Linked DNA regions of Mus musculus: all the other regions are linked to region 1. Evidence: chromatin contacts called from public Hi-C and promoter capture Hi-C data. All regions are on one chromosome and are shown on one strand. Each heading gives the region's core, a stretch centred on a gene start, on an enhancer-like site or on the middle of the called end of the contact. The rest is flanking DNA. Distances are from core to core; before and after follow the strand shown. Region 1 overlaps Tnrc6b (trinucleotide repeat containing 6b). Region 2 overlaps Tnrc6b (trinucleotide repeat containing 6b). Region 3 overlaps Grap2 (GRB2-related adaptor protein 2).

Region 1 (4,070 bases), core at 25-2,524:
CTGAGCCAGTAAGATGACATATATCTACTGTGACTACAGAAAGCCCTTGACAAATGGAGCTGTGATTTTTATAGGACAATATTGTGGGGTAGAAGGGTTGGGTGGGAACCATAGAGAAAACCATCTGAAGTATTTCTACTCTCTCTTCACGGAACCAAATAGGTGTCTGGCATTCTAATTCCCTAAAGAGGAATTGATGCCACCAGCTCATCTAAACTGAAAGTGCAGTAGACAGAATAGAGCAAAGTTAGGATTATACTGTGAGCTATTTTTAAAACTGTTAGCTTAGCAAATTAAAGGGCTGTGAAGATCTCCTGGTTTCCATTCACAACAAACACAAGACAAGGCACTCCCCTTTAATGAATCTGGCCTCCTGGCAGCAGTCTATTCTGCATAATTCATTCCTCAGGGTTTAGGAAACATCATTTTCTTAAGATCCACCAAAATAAACTATTTTCTAGGAAAAAAAAGAGGGAGACGGACAAAGAAGAGGAGTTTTCTTTACAGATTTTGGTAAATCTCATGAATCACCATCCCATTCAATTTAGGAAACTACTGTCTAAACGAAGCCTGGAGTGAGAGTGACATCAGTGCTTTAAGTCCAGCGTAAGTGCTTTTCCTTTAAAAGGGCACATGAAAAACCAGTCTGCTCTGAAACACCATTTTCTCAATTCTATGACAGATTAAGGGAAAATACGATCTATTTACAGCCACTAAAAAGCTATACCAAAGGTCCCATATTGAAGTTTAAAGCCAGCCGCTTTTTCAGAAGTGGGAAGAGATAAATCCTGAATTACTAAGAATGTTGGCTAAGTTATAATATTTTTAGCCTCTGTTTCATCAGATAAGAACTTCATTTTAATAGTGATCAGAAGTTTCAATTATCACTGGAATTGAATTTCAGGAAGTAGTATGCAGACAAATCCACACTCGGAGTGAGCACCACTCCGAGTGTGCAGACAGCCCATTAATCGAGCCTCCTTCATGAAGACATTGCTCGGGAAAGGAAGCACCATCTCATACTTTCTTTGGAAAACACCCAAACTTAATTAGTTCAATTTGGAACATCCTGAGCCGTAAAGCCTTTGCTTAAGCATAACATAAACTTTGATTAGCCAAGTGTGAAAAACAACAAAGCCAACTTTCTTGTCCCTCTACTTAATCTATAAATAGAAGTAATGCATCAACAAAGCAACTGGTATGCGCTGCAGGATCTCCGCCGTCTACACAGCCCAGCCACCGTGCTCTCAGCACACTGAACCAACTGCTTCTGGGGATCTGTAACAGGACCCTTTTAATAAACTGTGACTCACTGTTTGCTTTCTTCTCCAGGAGGTGGAGTCTTGCCATGCCCTTCCATTACAAAATCCTCCTGTTCCACCTGCAAAGGCAAGCACCACAGGTCAGCGTAGTCAATACCATGATGTGACTTACTCCAGGGCCAGGCCCTGCCTGTGCACACCCACAGGGTGTCACTACAGCATCTAGAAGTTGAGACTTTCATTTTCTAGGTTTGCTCACGGCACTTCTCCTTCGGTGGATAGGTTTACAGGATGAAAAAGAAGATCAGCAACTCATGCAACTGTGACAAAGGACTAGCATCTAGAACATAAAAGACTAAGAACCAATGAGAAAATATCAGCCCGTGAAAAACCTGCCACTGAAGAGAACACATATATGGTCCTTAAACACATGAAAAGCTGCTTAATTTCATGTCAGTCAGAAAAATGCAAATTAAAACCATAAAGAGATAGCATTTCACAACCTACAGATTGGGTAAAATGACAGAGCCATCAACCTGGAGTGAGGAGCATGGCAGCTCTCTACTCCTAGTGGGAGGGAAAACTGGTACAACAACTTTGAGAAAGTTTGTCCTCACTTGGTACATTTGAATACAGACTTACCTCACAAACTTCAAATACATTTCTAGGTATGTGCTCAAAAGTCTCCTCTCTCCCCTCTCCCCTCTCTCTCAGTGAGTGGGATGTGAAGTAAATAAGTAAAAGAATTAAATTTTTAAAAAAGGCATGAACCACCAACATCCAGCAGAACAGTAACATTTTTAACACAAGAAAATACAAAAAGGAATATCACTGACAACAGAATAAATAGGTTAAGACACTTTTAGCTAAGTTACAAAAATCTAACCTTTGTTGAAAGAATACCTTCATTCCTTGGTATCTATAGAGGACTGACTCCAGGACTCTTAAGGATACCAAAATCCGAGGCGGTGCAGTACAAAGTAGTGCAGAATTCACACACAGCCTATGCTAGATAACACAGTTTGTATCACTGGGCCCAGAATGTATTTTTTACTTTAACATATTATTTATATATATATACATATATTCATGTATGTACATAAATACATGGGGAGGGCAGAGGACAGACAATCTGTGGGAGTTGGTTATCTCCTTCTACCATGTGGGTCATGGGAATTGAACTCAGGTGGTCAGCCTTGTTAACAAGAGTTTTTACCCAGTGAGACATATCACTAGACCAAAATGTTTTTGTTTGGAATAGGATCTCATGCAGTCCTGGCTAGAACTGAACTTGCTATTATGGACTTGAGGTTGGCCTAGAACTTTTAATCTTCCTGTTCTTACCACTCAAGTGCTGGGATAACATGCAGCCCCTATGCCCAGCACTAGATTTCTTTTAACATCTAATACAAAATGAATGCTATGTGAATTGCTGTCATAGTGCATTGTTTATGGGATAACCAAACAGCTGTATGTGCTCAGTGTAAGGACAATGCTTTCTAGTATTTTTTTCTTAACACAAAGAGTAGAATTCAGTAGCTCATCCTTGGTAGACAAGAATTCTATGACTGAGCTAGAGCCTGTACCTACTTCCCCTGACCTCAAGGATTTTCTAGCTCTCCGTGGTTGAGTGTTTTGGGTGAGGAACTTATACAGGGTGGATGGTCTAAACAAATAGGCTATGACTTTACTTATGAATATGTACAAACACATATGTATATACAAACTCTTGCTATAGTAGTCCAGGTTGGCTTCAAACTCACAGTCCTCCTTCCTCAGCCTATATACAATTATTTAAGGATTTATTTTTACTTTATGTGTATAGGTGCTGTGCCTACATTTATGTCTGGGTATCGCATGAGTGTCTGATGCCCATGCAGCCAGAAGGCAGCACCGGATTTCCTGAAAATTGGATTTCCATCCGGTTGTGAGCTGCCAAGTAGGTTCGGGGAATCAAACCTGGGTCCTCTGGAAGAGCAGCTAGTGTTCTTTTTTTTTTTTTTTAAGATTTATTTATTATTATAATCTAAGTACACTGTAGCTGTCTTCAGATACACCAGTAGAGGGAGTCAGATCTCATTACCGATGGTTGTGAGCCACCATGTGGTTGCTGGGATTTGAACTCAGGACCTTCAGAAGAGCAGTCAGTGCTCTTAACCACTGAGCCATCTCTCCAGCCCCAGCTAGTGTTCTTAAACTGGACATTTCTCTACCATTCTTACAGTTTTAAACACTTACAGGTTGAACATTCCCAACCAGAAAGTTTTATTATACTTGTACTTGAAGTTTCAGTGTTGAAAGCATTTTAGATTTCAGATTTCTAGATTAGGGATATATGATCTGTAAATGTATGCAAAAAATCACAAAACCCAAAAGTTAAAAAATCTGAAATACTGCTGGTTCTGAGCATTTAAAGTTAGTGAAAATTGGGCTGAAGAGATGGCTCAACGGTTAAGAGCACTGATTGCTCTTCCAGAGGTCCTGAGTTCAATTCCCAGCAACCACATGGTGGCTCACAACATCTCATCTAATGAGATCTGATGCCCTCTTCTGGTGTGTCAGAGGATAGCTAAAGTGTACTCACATAAAGAAATCTTTAAAAAAAAAAGAAAATTTAATATATATATATATATATATATATATATATATATATATACACACACATATATATATACACATATATACATACATACAGATAAACCTATATAAAGAAAGCTTTGACTATTAAGAAAGAAAATGATTAATATGTCATTTAGGATTAGTTATAAATTTCTAAGGGAAAGAGGCATTTTTACTGCCAGGTGTTTA
Region 2 (3,907 bases), core at 259-2,758, 130 kb before region 1:
AACTGCTCGTGAGAAAACCTAGACTATATATGAAGGCTTATCCTGTGTTTACTGATTGGTTGAAGCTATATTTAAAGCTACATGTAATATTAACCTCTAATTGTGTTGAGAAGATTGTATTATATGTATAATTGTATTATATGAACAAGAGGCATTATTTCATTTCACTCTAATAAAATGTAGTTATATACATTTATGTCAGAATTATATGTGAAGAGAAGGATAATTACTGACTTTTATTAAATTTTCTATAATGAAAACAGAATACAGAGACAGAGGGAGGGGACAGAGGAAGGAGAGAGCAAGGAAGGGAGAACGAGAGAGAGATGAATCTTACCAAACTCATCACTGTACCTGGGGAGATAGATAAACGACAGATCTGACTAATGAGCGTGTCAATCAATTCAATGCCACTTTAAAAGAGCTAATCTTCCAAGGAACTCTACATACAGGATAAATGCCAAAGCCTAGCTACAAGGCCACCTCCTTTCTCCTTAACTCCCATTTCTTGAAGAACTTTACTTTTCTCGTGGCACACGTTTCAAGGTTCAGGCCTTACCTTTATCAGACAATAACTACTAAATGCAGAAAAGAAAGCATGGGCCTTCCTCAGTACAGTGAGCTGTACAAGAGGTGTGTTCAGAGCCTGAATGTCATTGAACTATTCTAGGAAAGGCAGTTTATGAACAATACCTGGAGGCCAACTGGCATTGCTGGATTTACTTCCGATTTTATTAGTCGGTGGAGATTTGGCAGGTAACCAGCTATCACCAGCAGGACCCGTATGGCCACCCAGTGTGTCACCTGGGATTATATCAAACTGGTTGTATGGTGAACCTCCTCGGGTCTTACCAGGGGCCACTATAGCGCCTGAGAAAAGAAAGAAATAATTGACTAAGAGAGAGCGCCAGGGGTAGAGAGTTGGCTCAGAAGTTCAGACCACTGGCTGTTTTTCAGAGGGCCCAGGTTTGATTCCAACACCTACATGGCAGCTTCCAGCTGTCTGAAACACCAGTTCCAGGGGGTCTGATGCCCTCTTATGACCTGTGTTGGGAATAGGCATGCACATGTGCACAGACATACAAGCAAACTAAAAACCACCCACCCACACAGGAATAAAGAACTTTGGGCAACCATTAATAAAAGCACGGCCGTGATGACTCGGCTCACCTCTCTGAGCTTCTCCATTTCTCACCTAAGCCCACACGAGTGTTCTCATTCTAGAAAAGCCCTTTCAATCTGAAATTCTATAGTCCTATAAAACCAGTGAAACATATACAAAAGTACAAAGCACAGTATCTAAGAGATTTCTAAGCTAATTATTCAAAAGTAAAAAATGAGAAGAACTGAACAAATTTAGAGTCTTGGACAGTTTTAAGTGATCTTTCTATTGATGCTTCTTAACCCAGCTCTTAAAGGCTGGTTGAGCTTGGGTTATCTGGAATTGGCAGTGTGCAGAGTCCACTGGAGAGAAAGCCATCTACAACTGCTTTAAATTCCAAGGCAATGAAGTGGAATTCCTGCACAAGGTCTTTGCCAGCACGCCAGCAATGAACTGCATTTCTGAGCCCAGGGCCTCACATACAGAAAAGAGAAAATCCTCTGTCACTGTGTTCCCAAGGGTATTCCTGTGGCTTTGTTAGTAGCTCCTTGAAGCATTTTCATGGAGGAAAAGTTGAAAGCTTAACGTTCATTAAGTAAAAAATAGCCATAATTTTTTTACTTTAATTTGAGCATAGTCTTAGAGTGGTGAATCATGAGCACATAGAATGATTTTCAGGATAATAAAATGCTTATATAAATACTGAGTAAGCAATCTGTTTGGTTTAGACTAAGGGAATATTATTAGTGTCTCCATCCTCTAAGAGGACATTTGCTTTTCTGTGGACAGTGTGGCTCACACCCTGAGGTACAGCACAGTGAGGTAGTGCAGAATGAAATGCTCAATTATCTTGGGGATTGACTGCCAAGGAAATGGGAAAACATGATCTACATTTTCTGATAAGGAAAGAGGATACTGTACTGAGGTATCTTTTAGCATGCCATTTTATTTATATTTATTATCCAGACCTGGCAAATCACTAGCCTGAGGAAGTTATTAAAGTGCCCAGAGCTATGGATGACCCAAGACTAGGGTTACTCAGTCCATAAAACAGCCTTTATAATTTCAGTAAATTATTCTTGATTTTGATCATGCTTAATGGGACAGGCAGAGAGCTCTGGGTGGCTTCTTTCCCAGTCTCTGCATGGGGGTTATTAAAGAAGTTTTATAATGGGCTTATTAAAGAGGGTTTATAACAGAAACCTGAATGAGCTGGCTGGGTTAAGACTGCTGAGGCTCTGCAGCAGGAACACCAGACACTTATCTATATTGATTCTCATGGAGACAACTCTGAATCCAAATGAAATATTGACAAATGAAACAAGCATTGCATTGAAGGCTGGAAGAAGGTCTAGACTTCTTATCTGTTTTCTAGGGAAATGAAGAAGCTCTGAAAGGAAATGATGGACAGGCAAGGCTAATCCAGTATGACTCAGATGCTGTCTGGAGGGACACTAACTCACAGAGAACAAGGGGCTCTGAACAAAGTTTAAACCTTAAGAATTCTCATCTATGCCGGGCATGGTGGCACATGCCTTTAATCCCAGCACTTGGGAGGCAGAGGCAGGCAGATTTCTGAGTTCGAGGCCATCCTGGTCTACAGAGTGAGTTCCAGGACAGCCAGGGCTATACAGAGAAACCCTGTCTCGAAAAAACAAAAACAAAAAACAAACAAAAAAAGAATTCTCATCTACTAGCAATCTTTTGAAGCTTAGGGAATCTTTCTTCTTTTTCTGAGACAGGGTTTCACTACATCTTCCAATACAACCTTGAACTAAGTATAGCTTATGCTGGTTTTTAACTTGCATGTACAACAATACCCAGGTCAGGGCAGGAGTTTTCAAAAATCTGATACTGATCTCTGAGCTCCCAAAAAGCACAGAGCCAAGAATTTGAGATTAGCACGGACCACAAATTCTCAGCTAACCAAACCAACCAACACCTCAGCAAGAGGATTCTGTTCTCTCTCTCTCTTTTTTTTTGTTTTTTGTTTTTTTGAGACAGGGTTTCTCTGTGTAGCCCTGGCTGTCCTGGAACTCACTTTGTAGACCAGGCTGGCCTCGAACTCAGAAATCAGCCTGCCTCTGCCTCCCATGTTCTCTTAAGACACTTAAATAGGGCTTTAATCTTATGGGTGCACAATAACTATTCTCAATCCCATGGGAAGTGGGACGTTATGCCAGCCTTAATTAGAACCCTTTAAATGCCTTGAAAGATGAATTAAGCCAAACCTTCCTCTGATAGGTGATCATAAGACTTAGGGAAAATAACCAAGAGACTCATTACCAAAAGCTAAAGATTTGTGCTTAAAAAATAAATAAATAAAAATTCACAAAAGGGAGGGCTATAGAGATGGCTCAGTACTTAAGAGCACTGGCTGCTCTTCTATAGAACATAGGTTTGCTTCCCAGCACCCACATGGTGCTTAACTGCAGTTCCCAGCAGTCCAACACCCTCTCTCGGTCTCTGAGGGTATTGCATGCATGTGGTGCACAGACATACACAAAATATGCATACACATAAGAGTTAAAAAAATCATAAAAGAAGGCATGGTAGTATACACTGTTAATCTCAGGACATAGGAGATGAAGGCAACAAAACTTGTTGAGTTCAAGGCAGTATGGGCTACAAGACAGTGCAGTTATTCTTTTACTTAACTAAATAACATTTTTTGGGGGACAGGGTCTCTTTATATTGGTCTGGAATTTGCTTGACTTGAACTCAGAGAGATCCACCTGCCTCTGCCTCCTTAGTGGTGGGATTATATACTAAGCCTGCCTGAGATATTGCCTTAAAAGTGTGGTA
Region 3 (3,975 bases), core at 468-2,967, 160 kb after region 1:
GCTCACACTGATGATGCTCACACTGATGCTCACACTGATGTTCACACTGATGATGCTCACACTGATGCTCACACTGATGAGGCTCACACTGATGATGCTCACACTGATGCTCACACTGATGAGGCTCACACTGATGCTCACACTGAGGCTCACACTGAGGCTCACACTGAGGCTCACACTGAGGCTCACACTGAGGTTGGCACTGAGACTGGCACTGATGAGGCTCATACTGAGGCTCACACTGAGGCTCACACTGATGCTCACATTTAGGCTCACACTGAGGCTCACACTGATGAGGCTCACACTGAAGCTCACACTGAGGCTCACACTGAGGCTCACACTGAGGCTGGCACTGAGACTGGCACTGATGAGGCTCACACTGAGGCTCACACTGAGGCTCACACTGAGGCTGGCACTGAGACTGGCACTGATGAGGCTCACACTGAGGCTCACACTGAGGCTCACACTGAGTCTGGCACTGATGAGGCTCACACTGAGGCTCACACTGAGGCTGGCACTGAGGTTCACACTGGCAGGTGCCTAGGCCCAGGCTACACAGCTCACAGGCTGGGAACTGAATCCATATTCATGGGGTGACAAAGCCTGTGTTCCTTTGTTCTAGCATCACACTTTTTCTTTTTCTAATGGAGAATGTCTTCCCTTGGGGGACTTAGGGAAAGAAATATATATAGAACAGAGATAGTACATAAGGAACAGAGAGCGCTCCATGCAGGCCCTGGCCCAGTCACTGTCTCTGCGTGATTTTGACAGGTTGTTTAATCCCTCAGCCTCCGTTTCACTCTCAACCTCCTAGGTTTGCTGAGATGCCACAATAGTACCTGTATCCCCTGTGCCAGTCTTGGCTCGCAATAGAAACTCAGCTGGTGGCAGTCCTGACCACCAGGATTTGGCAAGAGAGGTATCTAGCAACTGAACTTTGATGGTACATCTATTACAGACAGAAGAATAACTTGGATGGAAGTTGGGTTGGGTGGGTCTAGGGGGATGTGTGAGCCTGATGGCAGGAGATAACATCCGGCAGACAACTGGTTCTGGGGTTCAAGGCAGGGGTTAGTGAGGGAGAAAGGTACAGAGTGGGCTATCTTTAGCACAGAGTCAGAGAAGAGGGTGAGGTGATTCAGAGCAAAGAGAATCAGAAGAAGGCCAAGGACATAGCTTCAGGGGAGTGGATATATCAGATTAGAGAGAGGACAGGCACACTCACAAACAAGACCTGGAGGAGAGGTTGAGGGGAGAGAGAACAAGACAGGGGTGCCATCGAGCAAGGGGAAAGAGCCCCAGCGAGGGGCAGCCAATAGAGTCTCCGATTTGTCTTCTAGAAAAGTCCTTCTGGGACCAGTGTGTGGAATGATTGAAGGAGGAAAAGACAAGAGGCAATGACTTCAGTCAAGGGGCTGCCAGCCAGTCACCTGAGAGACCAGGAGATGGGGAAGGCACATAGTTGTCTTGGTAGAACATTCAACTCACATGAAGGAGGTTGTAGCACGTGCTGGGGAGTTTTTGTTAACTTGACACCAGCTAGAGTCATCTAGGAAGAGGACTGTAAACTGGAATCAGATTGGCCCCTAGGCAAGTCCGTGAGACAGTTTCTTGATTAATGATGGAGTGGGAGGGCCCAGCCCACTGTGGGTGGTACCATCCCTAGGCAGGTGGGCTCTATAACTAAAGTAGCAGAGTCAGCCAAGAGTCCTAAAGCAGCGAAAGCAGTTCCTCTTGTGGTCTTTGTTTCAGTTCCTGCCTCCAGATTCCTGCCTTGAGTTCCTGCCCTGACCTCCCTCAGTGATGGACTTTGATGTGCAAGTGTAAGTCAAACAAAACCCTCCCCTCCCCAAGTTGCTATCCCAGCAACACGAAACAAACCAGGACACAAAATAAAAGGCAGACTTCAAAGGGCCGTGGAGCCAAGAGGGGAAGTGGATGGCTCTGGCACCGGGCGCAGAGAACTGCTTCCTTTTGAGCAAAAGGGACAGGAAATCAATAAGGAGCCAGCCTGGGGAACAGGGCTGAGGGAACACTCATTTGCTTGCTTTTCCTTTCGCTCTTCTGGATAACATAAGGTAACAGGGGAGCTTACGCAAGGCATTAGGTCTGTGTGTGATGAACACCGGGGCAGGAGCTCGGCTGAGCAGGGGGTGCTTCTGTGTGTTGGTATCTGAATGGTCACGGTGCCCCAGAGAGGAGGGAGGAGAGACTTACCTTCACATGACAAGGGTCTCTGTGACCTCAATAAGGATCTGAAGATGCGAAGGCCACCATTTCCTCAACTGGTGGTCTAACCTATTTGAGCTTATAAAACTTCAAACTTGGGACACTGTGGGGTCAACCATAGCATGAGGTCTTTCAAGCTGAAACCGGTTAGAAAGCTATTCACTGTGTGTGTGTGTGTGTGTGTGTGTGTGTGTGTGTGTGTGTGTGTGTGTTTAAATGGCAAATGAAGCCGTTCTGTTCTACACGCATGTGTTCTGCAGACACTTTTCCAGGTTGCCCTCTGACACCCCAACAAGGGCCTTTGTATGGCCCACAGTTCTCTGTGGCAAGATACAACAGTGGCCTTGGTGACTCAGACCTGTGAGAGGACCACCTGGACAACTGAGCACAAAGCTGAGGTATGCTCTCGGAGGGTGCCCTGAGGTCACATAGGTGTACACTGCCACCACATACTCCTGAATGTCCTGTGGACGGGCTGTTATATCCTTTGCAAATCACAAGGGCTAACTTTGGAGTATGTAGATGGATACCTGGAATATGGGAGAAGTCCAAGGCTACTTCGGCTCCGCCAGTGGCCACTACAACCCAAGTGGGGCCCGGAAACAAGTTTTAAGGAGCCCCTTAGTGGCTGGGGATGCATGAGCTCCATCGAGCCACCCTGGGTCTGCTGCCTCTCCCTGGCGGCCTCCACCTGCACCTTTTCCATCTGAAGCCTGGCCTTGCATTTCTTTGACTTTGCTGTTTCCTGATGTTCCCACTGCCACACTTGCACTTGGCCCACCTTTCAGGGTGGGATCCCATGTTCCCCCATGCATGCTCCTGAGCACCAAGCTGAGAGTGTCTACGATAGCCCGTCAGAGGCGTGTGCTGCTCACTCCGTGCCACAGGTTGGAGAAAGAGGGTGACTTATGGCAGCTCTGAATTTCTGTTGCCCAACCTGGTGTCCAGCACATAGGTGCTCAGAAGGAACAATCTGGAGGGATGTGGGCTTCTCTTTTTATGGAACTACACTGGGCTGTGCTCAGAGCCAGGCTCCTTTAAGGATGAATCCTCTGGGGCTGGGAGGGGGCTCAGGCAGTAAACAGCCCACCATGCAAGCACAAGGTCTTGAATTCAGATCTCTGGTTATGGAGGCATGAGTCTAGGCACAGGGGAGGTAGAGACAGGCTGGTCACTGGAGCTCACTGGTCAGCCTGCCTAAGTCAAATTAGTGAGCTCCAGGTTCAGTGGGAGATAGTGCTTCAAAAAATTATGGTGGAAAATGTTATATAGTGTGGTGAGGGGGCGCCATTGTGGGCTCATGCCAAGACATGCCCCTGAGTAATTACACTATGCAACAGATATGATATAAAGGGGGCTTGCTGGGGGAAGGGAGAGTAGCGATGACTTCAGGAAAGGAGTAGAGGCAGCAAAGGAGCCATGAGGGTGGGGGGTGGGGTAGGGGTGGGGGGCTGAGTGGAGTGGAGGGCAGAGAGGGAGAGAACTGGGGAGAGACAATACCAAGAACAGAAAGTGAGCTGGGGTGGTGGGCAGTCCTTTTTATAATTGACACACACTTGGCACACCTGGTGGTAGTCAGCAGGTAATGACAGTAGGTGACATAAGCTGTTGCTAGGTCCCTGAGAGAAGCCTAGTGGAATTGCCTGTAAGCTAACAGAAGACGCCTGATATAAACTTCTGGACTCTACCCTTATGTGCATACACGTACATGGGCATGCATACACATGTGCACATGTACACATATGT

What was found. Hi-C and Micro-C count contacts between places; a contact is called where the count stands out from the background. Capture Hi-C pulls out chosen DNA fragments and counts their contacts.
Region 2: a contact with region 1 is called in a promoter capture Hi-C map of adipose tissue. The contact joins two enhancer-like sites. A contact is called at or near these places in 1 of 15 datasets of contacts at CTCF or cohesin (the NIH/3T3 cell line), 2 of 484 Hi-C or Micro-C datasets (bone marrow-derived macrophages and nephron progenitors), 11 of 115 datasets of contacts at active chromatin or transcription factors (the SCID.adh cell line, bone marrow-derived macrophages, embryonic forebrain and 6 more) and 3 of 9 other capture datasets (adipose tissue, liver and pancreatic islet).
Region 3: a contact with region 1 is called in a Hi-C map of B cells, with 1.6 times the contacts expected there. The contact joins two enhancer-like sites. A contact is called at or near these places in 2 of 39 promoter capture datasets (hippocampal neurons and liver), 7 of 484 Hi-C or Micro-C datasets (B cells, the N1E-115 cell line, Th1 cells and 3 more), 4 of 115 datasets of contacts at active chromatin or transcription factors (CD8 T cells, the SCID.adh cell line, effector CD8 T cells and 1 more) and 1 of 9 other capture datasets (adipose tissue).

Annotation. Positions count from the first base shown.
Region 1 is chr15:80,782,050-80,786,119 of GRCm38.p6, reverse strand. Tnrc6b (trinucleotide repeat containing 6b) reads right to left here. Exons shown (of 25, transcript NM_144812.3): 4 at 1,314-1,381. Among named protein-coding and RNA genes, the nearest start is that of Tnrc6b, 73 kb to the right of the region's middle. Within about 2 kb of position 1,274, at least 62 of the 459 cell types and tissues checked have an H3K27ac peak or open chromatin away from gene starts, as enhancers often do. A contact at or near this core is called in B cells and adipose tissue, where this site is marked.
Region 2 is chr15:80,913,647-80,917,553 of GRCm38.p6, reverse strand. It overlaps Tnrc6b (trinucleotide repeat containing 6b), which reads right to left. Exons shown (of 25, transcript NM_144812.3): 19 at 694-870. Among named protein-coding and RNA genes, the nearest start is that of Mir5113, 24 kb to the left of the region's middle. Within about 2 kb of position 1,508, at least 33 of the 459 cell types and tissues checked have an H3K27ac peak or open chromatin away from gene starts, as enhancers often do. A contact at or near this core is called in adipose tissue, where this site is marked.
Region 3 is chr15:80,624,478-80,628,452 of GRCm38.p6, reverse strand. The region is part of intron 2 of Grap2 (GRB2-related adaptor protein 2); the gene reads right to left. Among named protein-coding and RNA genes, the nearest start is that of Mir6957, 20 kb to the left of the region's middle. Within about 2 kb of position 1,717, at least 2 of the 459 cell types and tissues checked have an H3K27ac peak or open chromatin away from gene starts, as enhancers often do. A contact at or near this core is called in B cells, where this site is marked.